Regions from separate parts of the Mus musculus genome. Here regions 1 and 3 are each linked to region 2. A link is a contact called in public HiChIP or PLAC-seq and promoter capture Hi-C data. All regions are on one chromosome and are shown on one strand. Each heading gives the region's core, a stretch centred on a gene start, on an enhancer-like site or on the middle of the called end of the contact. The rest is flanking DNA. Distances are from core to core; before and after follow the strand shown.

The links. HiChIP or PLAC-seq counts read pairs in DNA pulled down with a chosen protein or histone mark. Capture Hi-C pulls out chosen DNA fragments and counts their contacts.
Region 1: an H3K27ac HiChIP or PLAC-seq map of the HPC-7 cell line shows a contact between it and region 2, with 6 times the contacts expected there. The contact joins the enhancer-like site here to the promoter of D2hgdh in region 2. A contact is called at or near these places in 1 of 39 promoter capture datasets (hippocampal neurons), 2 of 484 Hi-C or Micro-C datasets (LSK cells and granulosa cells), 11 of 115 datasets of contacts at active chromatin or transcription factors (the HPC-7 cell line, embryonic stem cells, epiblast stem cells and 5 more) and 3 of 9 other capture datasets (adipose tissue, embryonic stem cells and liver).
Region 3: a contact with region 2 is called in a promoter capture Hi-C map of adipose tissue. The contact joins the promoter of Hdlbp here to the promoter of D2hgdh in region 2. A contact is called at or near these places in 1 of 484 Hi-C or Micro-C datasets (nephron progenitors), 1 of 115 datasets of contacts at active chromatin or transcription factors (memory CD8 T cells) and 2 of 9 other capture datasets (adipose tissue and liver).

What each region holds. Positions count from the first base shown.
Region 1 is chr1:94,090,627-94,093,727 of GRCm38.p6, reverse strand. No RefSeq gene overlaps it. Among named protein-coding and RNA genes, the nearest start is that of Pdcd1, 40 kb to the right of the region's middle. Within about 2 kb of position 1,732, at least 35 of the 459 cell types and tissues checked have an H3K27ac peak or open chromatin away from gene starts, as enhancers often do. A contact at or near this core is called in the HPC-7 cell line and memory CD8 T cells, where this site is marked.
Region 2 is chr1:93,823,369-93,826,718 of GRCm38.p6, reverse strand. It overlaps D2hgdh (D-2-hydroxyglutarate dehydrogenase), which reads right to left and starts at 1,479. Exons shown (of 10, transcript NM_178882.4): 1 at 1,400-1,479; 2 at 79-434. The coding sequence starts at 412.
Region 3 is chr1:93,444,164-93,447,110 of GRCm38.p6, reverse strand. It overlaps Hdlbp (high density lipoprotein (HDL) binding protein), which reads left to right and starts at 1,410. Exons shown (of 28, transcript NM_001301364.1): 1 at 1,410-1,531.

The DNA of each region.
Region 1 (3,101 bases), core at 483-2,982, 270 kb before region 2:
AAAATGAGCTGTAATGTAGAACACAAATAGAGCTCTTAGAACACTTTTGAAAAGTGTTTTGAAGACCTTTATTTCCCCAATCTTCTCTCTTGTGCTCTCTATCTATCTATCTATCTATCTGTCTATCTATCTATCTATCTATCTCTTTGTGTGTGTGTATGTATGTAAGAGCTTCTCTTTGTGTGTGTGTATGTGTGTAAGAGCTATTCCCCACTTAGTGTGTGAGTGTGCATTGTGAGTATATGTGTGTGAGTATGAAAGAATGTACTTGTGGTTGAGTGTGTGTATAGGTGTATGTGTGTATGAGTGTAAGAACGTGATTATATTGTGTGTATGCATGTGTGTGAGTGAGTGTATGTGTGTGTGTGAATGTGTAGGTTTCAGGCATTCTCATTCCACAGTACATGTTGTAGAGGTCAGATGACAATTTTCCAGGGTAAGTTATTTCTTACAAACTTGTGGGATAGGGCTTCAAACTCAGGTTATGCCTGTGCACAAGCATATCTACCCACTGAGCAACTTCAGCATCCCTATAAACAGATATTTTTTAAAACTACTTTTAGGGCTGGAGAGATGCCTCAGCAGTTAAGAACACGGACTGCTCTTCTGAAGGTCCTGAGTTCAAATCCTAGCAACCACATGGTGGCTCACAACCATCCATAATGAGATCTGACACCATCTTCTGGTGCATCTGAAGAGAGCTACAGTGTACTTAGATATAATAATAAATAAATCTTTTTTTAAAAACTGCTTTTAAAGAAAGGAGAAGGCAAAATATGGTGGAAAATTACAATAAACACACAAGTAATTTTTTAAAAATACCTATGTTTGGGCTAGAGATGTAGCTCAGTTGGTAGAGAATTTGCCTACCATTCATGAAGCTCTGGGTTTAATCCCCAAGATGGAATAAACTAGGAATACCTATAATCCCAGCACACCAGCATGAGAATCAGAAGCTCAAGACCATCTTTTGTGTTTAAAGTCAGCCTGGGACTCTTGTCTTAAAAAGAAACATGATAATCTTTTCTTTGAGCTAAATTTCCCAAAACTTTGTTTCTTGAGCTTAGAAGGTAGAAGGGAGGAAAACAAAGTAGAAACCCATCTTGCATGCATCTGTGCAATCCAGAAATTATCTGTGGATTATTCTATTGGTATTTATTATGTCTAACTAATATATGTCTAAGAATACCTCAGATACAAATTCAGACAGTGAAAACATGGATATCAAAGATAGGAAGACTTTAAAATGAGTCTAAAGAAGAGTGCTACACTGTCTTATTCAGTCTGCTTTGTGAAAAGGGAGACAAATCTACCCCCAAAGCAAGCCATGTAGGGCCCCTAAGATCATGCAGAGGTATCAGAGTTTTCTACAGATATCATTCCACAAGCAGAAAGTGAGTAGCAAAAAAAAGCATGTGGGCAGATTCATTAGCACATTAGAAAAAGGTCTAATATCTGTCTCCAGGTGAATGGAAACCCACAGGGATACAGACTGAAACTAAATTAGAGACCCAGAGGGATCTGTAAACAAGGAGCATCCCACATAGCTATGCTATAAGTCTGTGGTCATTCAGAGATTAAGCAGTCCAAGTTTTTAATAAAGTGGAGTCTTTATTCTCAGGTTCTGGTGTCAGGACTAGACCCAAGATTCAATATCCTCAAGGCACAGCAGCATGTCACATTAGCCCAGGACTTGTGAAGACAAAAACCACAAAGCTACATATTTCCTGTCTTCATACAGTAAGGAGACTACATACTTCCTACCTACCAGCAATCAAACACACATCCTGTCTATGTGTGATCAAGGGCATACAATTTGTTTATAGAAGCAGAAACACATAGTTACCATTGTGACTTGTTATCTTGCGAGAACAGAAATCATACAAGGCCAGGCAGTTACAAGAATAGCCCTTACAGTCCAGGAATTTACCTTCTTTGGGCAATCTGGCTGACAGAAGAATACAGTCTTGATAGGTTAGAAGTGTTACAGACTAGACGCATTCTTATTTTTCAAATCTCTCAAACACAGGGATTAAACTTTAAACATACCATTAGCCATGACGACCCCAAATGGTAGAACAAGAAATTGCTCATTGGTACAACCAGCAAATAAGAAGTCTGTACTTCTGGTGTTGACCTGGCTCTGAATGCATGAGGTTTGTCATTTTCATTTATCAACCTAGAAAATCAAACCTCAGAAATATTAGGATAGGAATTGAGACTGGGAGGCATCAGTCAACTATATGACAAATACGGAGAAATTGTTGTGAATAATTCCGTGTGGGTGGAAAGGAAACAGAGAACATGCAAAATAGTGGTATGTATGTTGGGGTCCAGCTGTAGTTCCATGTCTTCTGCTTCCTCCCTCTCAGGATGTCCAGATGCCACTGCACAAAGGCTAGAAGAATGAAGCAGACTCTGGAATGTGTGGGGTTTGCAGCGTCCCAGACCAGCTGGGAGTGAGCATTGGGGGACAGGGGGGGGGGGGGAGAAAGCCTTCTCTGATGATCTTAGTGTTTAACTCTTTTAAATGGAGACCTTATCCAATGAAAACCATTGGCTAGAGTTTAAAGTTCTGTGAATGCCTCATTTGTATAAAGAGGTATTCCAGGAATCCTAGGTACTTGCTGGATGGGTTCTTATCAGGAAAGAGGAAGTTGAACTTGTAGGTTTGCCAAGGAATACTCAACCTACCCCTGGTAGAGGCTATCAAGGGTCAAGATCCCCACACAAGGTCAGAGAAGGGGAAGCCCTGCTGGTAAAAGGAGTCCTCCATTTTGCAGCAAGTTCAGAGGAGCTATCCAGTCATGGTAGACTATGACCTTAATTAGCAGGATTTCCTCACACAAAATCATCCCAGAAAAGAGAACTGACAATGAACTTGTGCCAAACCAAAGGTCCTAGAACCTAGGAGGCAGAAGTAGGAGGATAAAGAATTCAAGGCCATTTTTACCTATGTAGTCCCCTTTGAGGGCAGCCTATATCTTAGGGTTTTACTGCTGTGAACAGACACATATGACCAAAGTAACTCTTACAAAGGACATTTAGCTGGAGCTGACTTACAGGTTCTGAGGTTCAGTCCATTATCATCAAGGTAGGAA
Region 2 (3,350 bases), core at 230-2,729:
AGACCTTGGTGGTGTCATCAAAGGGATATGAGGCAAGCGGACGAGGAATCTGTTCCCCTCGCCCACGTCCTGGCTCACCCCGGACGGTCTTCAGCCAGTCAACGTTGCATGTCTGCAGTTGCTCTGGATCTGTGATAACTCTGCCAGGTATGATGCATTCAAATGCAGCCAGGTCCTCCTCGGACACAGTAGAAAACGGCAGCCGTTGCACCGGATATCGCTCAGGGGTCAGCGTCACCTCTGGGCCGCCAGCTACCACGGAGTATGCTCTGTGAGCCAAGGGGCTGTACACACCCCGAGGGCAACCCAGCCGCTTCAACCCCACACAAGCTCTCTGGGTGTAGGTCCTCCTCCATCCTGGAGATGCCCAGAGGACCCTTGCAGACCATCTGGACACCAGAGGGAGCACCATTGTTCCTGCTCTTGAGAGGGGGCTGGGAGGGGGGGGGGGAGAGAGATTGAATTTGCGATTCGTAAGCAATGAAGCAATGAGAAAGCCCCACAATAACCTCTGCACCCCATCTGAAGTCACCTACACAAAGCCGCCTACAGCGGCTGTTCTCAACCTGTGGGTCGCGACCCCTTGGGAGAGTCACATATCAGACATAATGCACATCAGATTTTTTACATTGTGCTTCATAACAGTAACAAAATTAGTTATGAAGTAACATTGAAAACGTTTTATGGTTGGGGTTCACGGAAACACGAGGGTCCCAGTGGTCAAGGAACGTTGAGACTCGCTGGCCTAGAGAACAGGGCGGCTTGGGGCTGCAGGATGCAGAGGACTGGAGTCTTAGGAGGGTTCGGTTCTTAATGTTTCGCCCTGCAGTATTACAGTCCCGAGACTCCACTGAGTGAATACCTATGGGCGGTGCTGGCTCTCCAGGGCATTCATTGTATTTTAACTTTTGCAAGAAAAAGGAAGGTATCCCGGAATTGTGCACCCAAACACAATTGAAAGGAGAATTTTACATTTTACGTAATACTCTGCCACCAGTTTTACAAAACCTGGGTACATCAACAAAAAATGGCTTAAAAGAGGGAAGGGAAGGAAACCGGCCCGCACACTGGTAGCTATCCAGAAGAGGCCGCCTTCCAACTGAAGGCTCGCTCTATTTGGCTGCTGCTTCCGCCTTACCTGAGACGAAAAAACACAACACGACATGCGCAGAGCATGCGCATGCGCCATGTGTTGTGACGTCAAGGAGGACCAACTATTTGCACTCCCAGCCCACACGGCCCGTGGGTGTAAGTGAGAAGCGATGCGACTAGGTTCGCCCTGCCGGCAATCCCAACTCACACCTGACCTGTGCAATCACTTGACAGGCCACAGCCCGGACTGCACAGACTCAGACACCAGCACCCTCCACCCAGGAACTACAGCTAGCCCACTACGCACCCTAGCTTCCGTCCGAGTGCAAAGACCGAGTCCGCACCCGCACCCTGCTTCCCACCCCTGCAGAACCGTAGGCCTGAACTAGAGGGGTGGAGCGAGAGACTGCGCATGTGTGTCAGCCCGCCCTTCCTACCTCACTCCACCCTGCTGAGTGTGCCCCGCCCTTCCCAGACCTTCGGCCTTGTTTATGTTCCTGCTGACCCAACCTGAGTGCCCCCCAGGTCCCAAAGTGGCGAGTATCCTGCTTTGACCAAAATCCGACTCCACGCACTTTTCCCAACTGGCCTCATTGTGGTCCACCCGACTAGCCCCAAAAGATAAGCGGTCACATCTTCAGTTCACTGTGGCTTTTTCCGCAGGGGCCACTGTCACCCTTAGAAGCTCCTCTCTTCCCCAGGCATTTCTGTCTCCCTCGATCTCCTTCTATCGATCCTACGAATCTCTGCCCTCTTCCTCTCTTCCCCGGGCTTCCCGTCTCACCTAGAGTCACTGGTCCATCAGCAGACACGACTCTGCCCAACCCTCAAAGAAACAACAAAAGCCCGAGGCTTAACCATAGGGATCACAAAGGCCAGCCCAGCTCTACAGAGCATCCCTGACCTCCTGGGGCCAGGCCCAGCCACCCAGTCCTCAAGCAGGTACGCAGTAACTTTTAGCAAATCCAAGGCACAGAGCTGCAGCCCAGCAGTAGTTTTCCTGGGCTGAGTCTGAATTATACTGTCTCCCTTCAACTCCCAGCCCTAGGTAACAGGTAATTGCTATTTCTTGCAATTATTCTGTTACTTCAGCATCCCCCAGCTATATTCAGCTATAAATAACCCCAGTAGTTTCCATTTTGCTGGCTGGACAGACCTGGTATCTGAAACAGGGTTCATCTCCCAGTTTCCTGGGGCAGCTCCAGAAACTGTCACTTCTCCCAACTTAACCACTTCCGTTTCCCATCGAGGAACAAGCCTGGAAGTACCTTCTTTAAGATGTTAAGATAATTACTTTAGATCTCTGTACCAGGGAAGAGCAGGAGGCTCCTGAAGCTGAGGCAAGAACAGAGAGGTATAGTGGTGCCAACTAAAAGCCAAGGCACTGTGGTAGTCCTTGCAAACTGGATATAAGAATATGCTGGGTGGTGGTGGTGCATGCCTTTAATCGCAGCACTTGGGAGGCAGAGGCTGGCAGATCTCTCTGAGTTCAAGGCCAGCCTGGTCTACAGAGCAAGTTCCAGGACAGCCAGAACTACACAGATAAACCAAAAAGAAAAGAGAATGCAGCATTTAGGGATCAACAGCTACACAGTGTGTGCTGGGAGGGATCAAGGTACAGCTGTACCTCCAGAAGAGCAATTCCCTCAGGTCTGCTCACCCTCCCAGGTTTATCAGACAGGGGCATTGGGACATGGTTAACACATACTAGTTGAAAGGACATTCCAGAGGCTTCTACTGGGCTGTTTCTACCAAGTTGGCCCATACTCCATAGGCCACTGAGGGTATTTAGAAGTTATCAAGACTGTCAATGTACTGGACAGTTCTGTTAACTTGACACAAGCTAGAGTTATCTGAAAGGAAGGAATCTTAGTTGAGAAAATACCTCCAATACGACCCTCCCTTTAAAAAATAAAAAATGGCATTTTTGGGCTGGAGAGATGGTCCAGTGGTTAAGACTGCTCTTCCAGAGGTCCTGAGTTCAATTCCCAGTAACTCACAACCATCTGTAATGAGATCTGATGCCCTCTTCTGGTGTGTCTGAAGACAGTAACGGTGTACTCACATACATAAAATAAATCCTTTAAAAAAAAAAAAAGGCATTTTCTTAGTGATTGATAGGAGAGGGCCCAGCCCACTGTGGGTGGGGCCTTCTCTGGGCTAATGGTCCTGAATTCTATATGAAAGCAGGCTGAGCCAAGCCATGAACTCAAGCCAGTAAACAGCACCTCTCTATGGTCTCTGCATCAGCTCCTGCC
Region 3 (2,947 bases), core at 161-2,660, 380 kb after region 2:
ATCCCTTGACAGCAGACATACTGACTGGTGGGTGCTTGCCTCTCCACATTAACTTTTTCACAGCCCGAGACCTCAGGAACAAAAGAATGACAACAAAAACATTTCTTCTAGTTGCTGGTTGGTTAATCACCAGGGAAAGACACCTTGCACAGTAATAATAACACAGAAGGAAAGACAACTTGGTGCCTACAGAGGCTTTAAGAAGCTCTATCACTCGGTGACTATGCTGGCAGCTTGGAAATGCCCTCTGGTCTTTTAAGCAGTACCTTCAGAGATTTATGTCATGAAGAACTGTGGTGTTCCTGTCAGCCGCATTACTGGCTCCTGGACTTCTCAATTCTGACACCTCAACTTTCAGATAGTTTCCTATTCAGCAGCCCCATCCCCATTCTTTCCAGCACATTCCATTTTCCCCCCTTGTCCTTCAGTCTAAAGTCTAGTTAGGGCAGCTCTTCCCAGTCCCTCAATCAAGAGCCCATCACCGTGCTGCTACCTTCTAAGTACATACTAAGTCTGATTGCTTATTTTGTTCACTGCTGCAAATGCTTGTAAGCCTTAGAATGACAACTACAGAAGGCCTCTTCAGCCCTTCCACATACCATTGTCCCACAAGAAAGGCACATATTATCCAGACCTGGTGGCTCACACTTGTAATCCAAACACTAGAGAAGGAAGCTGAGACAAATCTACACAGTGAAAAGTTGTCAGAAGTGGGGAAAAGAAGGTGGGGGCATCTGCTGTTGGTTACTAGCCTATTCTGTGCTGATGCATATCACTGCATATCACTGTCCAGTATAGGTCAGAAGTGTGCTCATGTCACCTCAGGAGAGGTTCAAAATAATGATTGTGTACAAATTCTTCAAGTAGTTGTCAATAAACGCAACAGGGCAGAACTAGTCCTTTCAAAGGAGGAAGCATTCTGAGGGCAGAGGTTCTGCTCTGTCCCAACTGAGTATGGGAGAGGTAGGAATTCACTGCAGGCTGGTCTGTACATATGGGACACTGAATAATACTGTGTAGAGGGCTTCGAAAGTTTTGGAGTTTGTTGTGTTGGACATTGAGGAATGGAGTAAGGATTTGCAGTAGAGGTGGGAGCAGGAGGAAGAGATCCCGAAGAGAATGAGAATGTGTTCCATCAGGGGGTGCTCTAGGGGATGGTAAAATGGTTTTCCGGGCTGTCTGCTGTCTGAGGTCCTCAGAGCTTTCTTTTCTCTTTTGGTGACACAGTTTCTGGTGGCCTCAACTCTGGCACCTCTGGCTCTGGGGCCTGCCTGTTCTCTGTAGGTAATTAACTTACCAACTCCTCGCCCCCTGTCAGGCCGCAGAACTCTTAAAGAGTTGGTCCGCTCCCGGGCGCTGTAGGGACCCCGCAGCGGGCGGGGCGGGCGGCCGGTCTGACGTGTCTCGGCGGGATTGGAGCCTCCGCCCTATATAGCAGCGGCGGCCCGGGCGCCGCGCCTCGGAGCGTCCCGGCTTCTCCCGCGCAGCGGCAGCGACAGACGGACAGACTCTCGGGTGGTCACACTCACGAGTGAGGATCGGGCGAGCTGGTGGGCGGGGGTGCCAGGGGCGGGGCGGCGGGGGGTCGCCGCTGAGCACGGCTGGGGTCGGTTCCTCAGCTCCCCGGCCGCACAGGCTCCTGGTCTCCAGCTACCGCGACGGGCGGGGGCCGCTACGTGTCACTCTGCGCATGGCCGCGCCGGAGCGCAGAAACTTTCCCAAGTCCGCCACGCGCCGCGGGTCTGCTTGCGGGCCCGGACCGCCTGGACTTCTAGCTCACCGGGCGGGCCGCCGCGATGGGGGAGGGGAACGACCTGGCCAGGTTGGTGACGTGGGCTGCCGAGCCGGCCCCTCCCCCGCACCCCTTCCCCCCAGCTCGGCCCGGCCGTACGGGCTGTGGACCGGACCTAGCTAGGTCAGTGGCGCCCTAGTTCGCGTCAAGCTGGGATCTTCACCCGGGGCCCCTATGTCCCGCGCGGTGCCTTGCTGCACCTTCACCTGCGGCGTCTGGCTACGTGGTCACTGGAGGACTCCCGGCCCAAGTACTACTTGGATGCGCCCCAGGGTCCATGGGTGAAAAATACATTACGGAAAAATACCGAATTTGGATGAAAGGCAGGGAGGCCGAGCAGGATACTGTCCCTTTAAGCCTGTCCCCGCCCGCGGGCGCTCTTGGCCGGTGGGAGGGCCATGCTGAGGTGGCATCTGCGAAAGTTCCTCCCAGGCTGGGTCTCTGACTTCCAGAGCTGGGTAATGCACTGGGCCGGCCTTGGTAGTCACAGACATAGTTTGTGATCTCAGCATAGCTGGGTTTTGTTTTTAATTTTGGAGTTTGTACTCTTCGGTATTTGGTGGGGAGAGGGCACCTTCGAAAAGCTTCTGAGGACGTAAAAGTGAAGTTTCAAATTTGGAAGAGAAACCTGCATCTCAGCTGAAGGTTTTCAAGGTGGAGGTTTTCAGTGCCCTCCATGTAGACTGGCCTACAGTATAAAGAACTTGAGTCCCTCTAGCTGAGGTTGATAGGAAATTCTTTCTGAAGCATAACTGAATTCTCCTTGCATAGTGTTGCCCCTTACATAAGTAGTTGGCACAACTTAGCACAGGGGAATCAATTTAAATACTTCCTTGTTCAGAATCAAGAAGGATTCTTCACATACAGCTTTTTCTATTTTCTGGATTAACAACAGGTTTCCAGCTGCCACAGCCTCACTGCTCTCCCGCAGGAGGCCCTGTTGCTCCCCGATTCTGGGCTTCTACCTCTCTTCTTTTAGTTCAAGTTCTGTGTTGAGAACTAACCTTATTCTGCCATGCTCATTTATGCTCTTAAGAAGCAAATTGTAATATCCAAGTTTGGATGCTGACAGACCACAGTTTCCTGTGGGAAAGGTGGTGGGGGTGGCCTCAATCCTGAGGGACTGGAGGGGCTGTACCCACTTGAGGAGACTTG